Regions from separate parts of the Macaca mulatta genome. Here region 1 is linked to region 2. Evidence: chromatin contacts called from public Hi-C data. All regions are on one chromosome and are shown on one strand. The core of a region is the stretch at or near the end of the contact, and the rest is flanking DNA. Distances in the headings are between cores, read along the strand shown. Region 1 holds the start of CELF4 (CUGBP Elav-like family member 4). Region 2 has its middle 190 kb from the start of CELF4.

What was found. A called contact is a pair of places that touch in the nucleus more often than the background predicts.
Region 1: a Hi-C map of fetal cortex germinal zone shows a contact between it and region 2, with 3 times the contacts expected there. The contact joins the promoter of CELF4 here to the enhancer-like site in region 2. A contact is called at or near these places in 2 of 14 Hi-C or Micro-C datasets (fetal cortex germinal zone and fetal cortical plate).

What each region holds. Positions count from the first base shown.
Region 1 is chr18:54,962,231-54,965,797 of T2T-MMU8v2.0, forward strand. It overlaps CELF4 (CUGBP Elav-like family member 4), which reads left to right and starts at 1,884. Exons shown (of 13, transcript XR_003724651.2): 1 at 1,884-2,318.
Region 2 is chr18:54,767,959-54,771,462 of T2T-MMU8v2.0, forward strand. No RefSeq gene overlaps it. Among named protein-coding and RNA genes, the nearest start is that of CELF4, 190 kb to the right of the region's middle. Within about 2 kb of position 1,998, at least 6 of the 40 cell types and tissues checked have an H3K27ac peak or open chromatin away from gene starts, as enhancers often do. A contact at or near this core is called in fetal cortex germinal zone, where this site is marked.

The sequences.
Region 1 (3,567 bases), core at 634-3,133, 190 kb after region 2:
AAACCCTGAAACCCCAAAGTGGCCAGTCGAGGGCCGGCAGGGGTTAGGCCAGCCGCTCCGCCCCGCCGCCCCAGCTCCCAGCCCCGCAGCCCGCGGGGGAGCGGGCGCGTTAATTTGCCAGGCTTCTGAAGCGAAGAGGCTGCCCTGAAGAAGCAAACGTGAGAGAGGACGGGGTGCAGGTAAATATCATTAACGTGAAAATCTGCTACCCCGGCCAAGTTCACCACCAGTATTCACCCCCAGAGGCGGGGCTGCTCGGACCCTGCTCGCGGCTCCGCGCCTGCCACTCCCTCTCCCGCGCAGCCGAGGTGCCAACCCCAGCGGGCCTGGCGGGGAGTCCGGCGGGGTCCGGACCGGGCGGCTGGACCCCCGGTCCCCACGGCAGGAGCCACTTCGCCTTGCACCTCGGGAGCTGTAGGTGCCTAAAACGAAACCCGCGGGGGCAGCGCACGCCGCGCGAGTCCCGGTGCGGCGGCAACCCAGATAGCGATTCGGGGGCTTTATTCTTTTGATGGTGATTAAAAAATATATATTCTATTTGAACCCGTAAAGCAGACGAGGGCAAATCAAGCCGTCCCCCGCGCCGGCTCACCGGCCACCGCGCCCAGCGCCTTCCTCCCCCTCCGGCGGGCGAGCGGGCAGGGGAGCCCGACTCCTACCTTCCTCCCGCCAGCCGCAGGCGGACCGGCCGCGCTCTCCGGGGCGGGGGAGGCCGCCCGGGACGGGGACCCCCACCTTCCGCCTTCGGAGGCGGGCTGGGGTGGGGGTCGGACCCCGAGTCTCTACTCCCCGTCCCTCGGCCCCCCGGCGCGGCCCGACCGCTCCCAGCCCCATCCTGGCAGGTGGCTCGGGTGGCGGTAGGTGCCGGGCGGGAGGAAGATGTGGGGCTGCTCTGTCAGGTTGGGGGTGCGAGGAGGGAAAAAAACAGAGAAAGAGACACACAGAGAGACAGGGAGAGAGCGCGCGCGAGAGAGCTCTTGTCTATAGATTTATCCACATAATATACATTTATGTAGCTTTTTTTCTCTCGACACTGATGAATGCGCGCTCGGATTCCCGGCCGGACTCCCTCCAAGCCGGCTCGCTTTTCTAGTCTAAATAAATAAATAAATGAAGCCAGATGGAAGAAAAAAGCGCCCATTCCACCTCCGCCGCCGCCCCGCCCGCCATCCCTGCCTTTGCTTCGCCCGCCTGGCGCCCTAATAGAGCATAGCTTGGTGGATAAAGCCCCCCTACATACCCACAAGAAAATAAAAATCACTGTTTTTTAAATACAAAAAGTTACACCTGCTGCTATTACAAAAAGAACCCCCAAAAGGCAAAGAGAGGAGGCCGGCTGCCCGGCTCCTCACAGACACCCGCTCCCCGCGGCCGCCGGGCCCGGAATCTCAGCGCCTCCCGAAGAGCCATGCGCCTGGCGCTATTTATAGCCGGGGGCCGTCTCGGACTGTACCACCGCCACGGCGCGGGGCCGCCGACGGGGGAGGCGCGGTGGGGCCGGCGCCGCCCCACGCCGCCCTGCCCCCGGCCGCCGCCCGCCGCGGCGCGAGCCCCCACAGCGCGCCCATTCCCGGCCCCCCGCGCCCTCCTCCGCGCGCGCACACTCGCCGCCCCCACCCCTGGTCTGGCTGGGAACTTGAACCGGTCCAGCCTGTTTAAACGGAAAGGACAGAGATCCTGTCTGTTCAATGTAAAAAAAAAAAAAAAGAAAAAAAAAGAAAAAAAGAAAAAAAAATCAGATCAGACCGAGGGAGAGAGGAGAGAGAGAGGGAGAGAGAGGGAGAGAGAGAGGAGAGAGAGGGAGGGAGGGAGAGAGAGAGGGGGGAGAGCGGAGAGAGAGCGCGAGCGCGAGCGAGCGAGAGAAGAGGAGAAAGAGAGAGAGCAGAGAGCGAGCGGAGAGCGAGGTGTAGAGAAACCGAGGGGGAGAGAACCCGAGTGTGTGTATGCGTGTGCGTGTGTGAGCGCGAGCGAGCGAGCGAGAGGAGCGAGAGAGTGCGAGCGAGAAAGAATAAAAGGAAAGAAGATTTTCTCTATGTATATAAAGATGGCCACGTTAGCAAACGGACAGGCTGACAACGCAAGCCTCAGTACCAACGGGCTCGGCAGCAGCCCGGGCAGTGCCGGGCACATGAACGGATTAAGCCACAGCCCGGGGAACCCGTCGACCATTCCCATGAAGGACCACGATGCCATCAAGCTGTTCATTGGGCAGATCCCCCGCAACCTGGATGAGAAGGACCTCAAGCCCCTCTTCGAGGAGTTTGGCAAAATCTACGAGCTTACGGTTCTGAAGGACAGGTTCACAGGCATGCACAAAGGTGAGTGCACCTTTCCCTCCCAACTTTGCCGGGGAGCAGGAGCGGGCGGGCCGGCCGACCGGCCGGCCGGCGACTGACGAGCGGCTGACTGAGCGAGAGGAAGCCTCGGGCGGGCGCCGTGGAGGGAGGCGCTCGGGCAGCGGAGACCAGAGCTGGGGTGCGTGGGGAGCTGCTCGCTGGGGCAAGGCTGGGTTTTGGGCGAGGTGCTGATAGGAACGATGCCATGGAGAGAGCAGCGGGCGCCGATGAAGAGAAAGAGAGAGGGGATCGAGGAGACGGGGCTTGGGTTTTTGGGTACAGCGACTTGAAAGATTGGGATGGGGAAGGCTGCACCGGTCGAGCCCAGGACGCTGAGCGGACGGACTCTCCGGCTCCTGGCCGGCCGGGGACCGAGGGTGCTGTCCATCGCCGTGGTGCTGAAATACTAAAGGAGATGGTCTCCTCATCCTTTGCTCCGGGCCAGAGTAGCAGGAGCGCAGCCGTCTAAAAGGGAGAGAGGTGACAAATTCAAAGAAATATTTTTATTTAAATGTAACAGTAAACTCTCCCTGTCGAGCTGTGTGCCTCAATAATCTGATTGTGGTGTGAATGGTGGTGTGTGTTGGGGGTTGGGGGGGTGGATGTTTGAAGGAACCAGTGATAAAACCTAAGGCAAGAATTAGCAAGGAACCAGCCATCCCCTGGGTGGAGTGGAGGTCTGGCAAGCCTGGATAGTCCCCTTCCCAGGAAAGCGGAGCTTTGGGAAAAAAAATATGTGTGTGCGAGATTTGCATTTTGAAAGGTGTACCCTAATTTATCCCAAACTCACCATGCAGAGAGCTTTATAGTACATTATTTTTCCCTTGAAGCGATCATTGACAGTGAGTGCTTGGGGGAGGGGGAGAGAGAATAATCAAAGAATTAAAACCCAGCAACTTTTTAGGAAAGTGGTCATGGGAATTGTCTGCAGCCTGCCGTTTTCTCCTTGTTTTATTATCTTTAAAGCAGAGCCCCAAACGTGTTCAGTTGTAGAATGTGTGTGGGTGGCTGGTGGGTGACGAAATTAGCCCAGTGCTCCGCTTCCTAACAGTAATATATAGGATGTGCAGCGGGGATGAATCGGTGCTGGAGCTATGTGGGCAAGTTAAATGCTTTCTGAGAGAGATTGATCGCCAGGCAGGGAAGGAGCACGGGGCTAAGGAAGTTGTAGGGGATGTGTATGGATGTTCCGTTTTTAATAAACAGTAGTGTGGAGAGCCGCCGAAGATGC
Region 2 (3,504 bases), core at 748-3,247:
GAACACTTTCAGCCCATCTGCATTGAAAATAATGAGAAAGACTACTCAGGAGAGAATACTAAGGGTGTGGCCAAATAACCGTCCAACAGAGATTAGTCAGTCATCTCAAAAGAAGCTACAAAAAAAAAAAAAAAAAGGCAGAGGAGTAACCACCTGCATTGCCCAACACTGCCTCCCATCACTGGCTTCACTCCCCACACTGCAGCTCCAAGCAATTCAGCCACTCCTAAGTGAGGCTTCAGTGGGCCCTAGTGGAGGTTACCCTGTATCCAGCAAAGCTTTGGGTGTGTAGCTACCTCCACCTAGATTCCAAAGGATGAACTGCCTGGAGCTGCTGGCATGGAACCCAGGTGGAAGGCCACAGGGAAGTTTGGGACCACCACAGATATACCCCACTAGGGTAATGCCCAGAACTGTGGGGGTGAGTTCCCCCAGAGACCCTAAACCTATAGAGCCTCCAGTATACAATAGTAGCCTGGGAGAGCATCAGGCACACAACTCCATCCCATGAGAGCTGTGGCAGGGGCTGTGCCCAAATTCGAGGCAACAGGGCTATCCAGAGCCTTGGGGGCCCAACCCATGTCCAGCAAAGCTGCAGAGGCAGGACTGCTGCCTCAGTGGGTCTAGAAGACAGAAACCCCACCACCGTGTGCCTAGAGAGCAAAGCATCAAGCCAAGGAGCCTTAAGGGATAATGTAATTTGCCTGTTGGATTTTAGACTTGCTCAGGACCTCTTCCTCCTTTCTTCTTTCCTATTTCTCCCTTTTGGAAGAGGATTATCTATCCTATGTCTGTCCCTCCATGGTATCTTGGAAGCACAGGACATGTTTGATTTCACAAATTCACAGCTAGAGAGGAATTTGCCTCAGGATGACTCATGCCTTGAGTCTCACCCATATCTGAATTAGATGATATTTAGAAGATAGTTTAGACTTTGGGCTTTTGAATTGACAACATGTGAGAAGTACGTGAATTTTGATGGGCCAGGGTGAAATGCTATAACTAAATATTTGCATCTCTCCCAATGTATGTGTTGAAACTCTATTCCCAATGTGATGGCATTTGGAGGTGGGGTCTTTGGGAGGTGATTAGGTGACTTGGGAATGGGATTAGTGCCCTTATAAAAGAAGACCCAAAGGGATCTCTCACCCCTTCAGCCACGTGAGGTTACAGTGAGAGGACAGCTATCTATGAACCAGGAAGTAGGCACTCACCGAACACTGAGTCTGCAGGCACCTTAATCTTGGACTTCCCAGCCTCCAGAACTTTGAGAAATAAATTCCTGTTGTTTATAAGCTACTCAGTCTATAATACACTGCAGCCCAAATGGACTAAGGTAACCCCTCTACTCCTAAGTGTCTCAAACAGCAACAGGTGAGTGAGGAGGTGTTTTGTTGGAGTCCTAGGTGGGAGAGGCAGGCTGGGTAGCAGGTGATCAAGGAGCAGTGGTGCACTTGGACCCTGGACTGCCCTGGCCTGCCCCATAGGGCCACTCCTGGCTGAGTGTAAATGCAAACTCTGCTTTGCTTGCTTGCAAGGCAAGGGATAACTCTGGCACCACAGGTTAACTAGTCTAATCACAGCAAAGGTCAGGACCCCAGTGATGGGAGCAGATCCTTCCTGCAACAGTGGAGGACAGCTCCATAGGAGAAGCAAACCAAGCCACTCTGATAGAAAGGCTTTTATGTTATAGGGTTTGAGTTTCCTTTTTTCAACCTTCCGGAAAAAAAAAAAGTAGTCAAGAGGCTGTCAGGCAGCTCAGCGTCTCCATTAGAATTCAGAGTATTCCACGGTAATTACAAAACAGCTGTAATGGAAAATTGGTAGTCAAACCCATTTTCCAGCGACTAGAACGGTGAATGGGCTCCATTATGTTCCTAATTCTCATTAACTTAATTTGCATAGGAAACAATGAAGGAATACATAATGAGGTACAGTGGGCAAGCAGCCCAGCCCTGGCCCCCATGGTGCTGGGCTCAACCCACAGTGACCCACCCCAAGGGAGGGAAGGCCAAGTGCTACTGCTGGGCTGGACTCCACTGGGCAACCTGAGGCTGCTGCCCTGAGCTAGTCCAAGACCAGCGAGGTGGAGGATGACTGCTTGCCTGTCATTTGTCCAGGATCACCTTGCTTCAGCACACCCAATGCAAATCCCATTTCTTCTCTCCACCTCCCTCCCCTACTCTTGGTAAGGCGGAAGAACTGGAGCAGAAGGAGGAGGGAACTTGTTTTTGGGTAAGCAATTCCAGGCTTTGGCTGTGTGTGCACGCATGTTTCTCCCTACAAATCTGCTTTTAATTATAATTGGCCCTGGCAAAAGAATGAGATCAGCAGCTGGGGAGTGGGGTGGGGTTGGGGTGCAGGGATAGGCCTGAGCTGAGCCCTGGGTGCTTTTGAGGAAGTGAGGACAGCAGAGCCTAGCTCCAGTTTTGCTACCCTAAGCCATAGTGACCACATCAGACCAGGTCTTTGCTGGTGGATTAAATGGAACTCGACGTAAGGTAGAAACAGGTCACAGCCAAAGCTCAAAGCTCAATCAGTCAGCTGTGACAGTAGTGGAAAGCCAGAAGTTCTTTGTGTTCTCTATTTTAACAAATAAAATTACAAACCAAAAATAAATAAATAAATAGTGGTACATTCTACTCACAGTGAATTTAGGCATCTATGCTATTTTAGACACTATACTGGACTATCTCAATGAATCTTTACAGCAAAACTGCCAGATAAGAATTATATCAATTTCACTGACAGGGAAACTGAAGCTCAAATAATGTTATATGCTGATTGTTTAGCTCTTCACAGGCAAAGCCTGGTCTTATGGATCAGCTAGTCCAGCTAAGCTGATGCTTCCCAGACTTTCTAACTTCACGGCACTCACAGAAAATGATCATATTTGCATAAGGTACTCAGGGTGAAGGAGAGAGAATGTGGAACCTGAAGAAGCCCAAACTCCACTTGGTTGAAGGGTCAATATCTCAACCCACATGAGTTGGAAACCTCAAGTCTAATTCATAGGAAAATGCTGGCCCCTTCCAAGAGCTACCAGGAGGGTGTATATGCCAGCAATATCCCAACAGTGTCTCATTTGATAAAACAGAAATGTCTGAAATACCACTTCTAGTTTGGGTTAATTATTGCCTTCCTCATACTTCTCTTTTTAAATGCATATCTCTGTAGGTGATGTATAATATTCATCCCATAAAGAAATGCAAGGTAAGGAGCATTTACCTCAAAGTAAGAGACCCAGATTCGTTTCCTAATTCTGCCACTACATAGCTGAAAGAGTTATGCAATTCATTTCAAGGGAGCTGGACCAGATAACTTTCCTTCTCTTAATGCTCTGCAAAGGTACCTATGTAGGCTTTTGTCTTGAGGTGAGAATGGGAATGGGTCAGTGCTGCGCCAAATGCTGAAAGAAGAATGGCATAGGCAAAGTGAATGAAAACAACTTTTTTTTCCCAAAAATTAATCATTCCCAGCTGCTCCACACCAACCCTATTATCC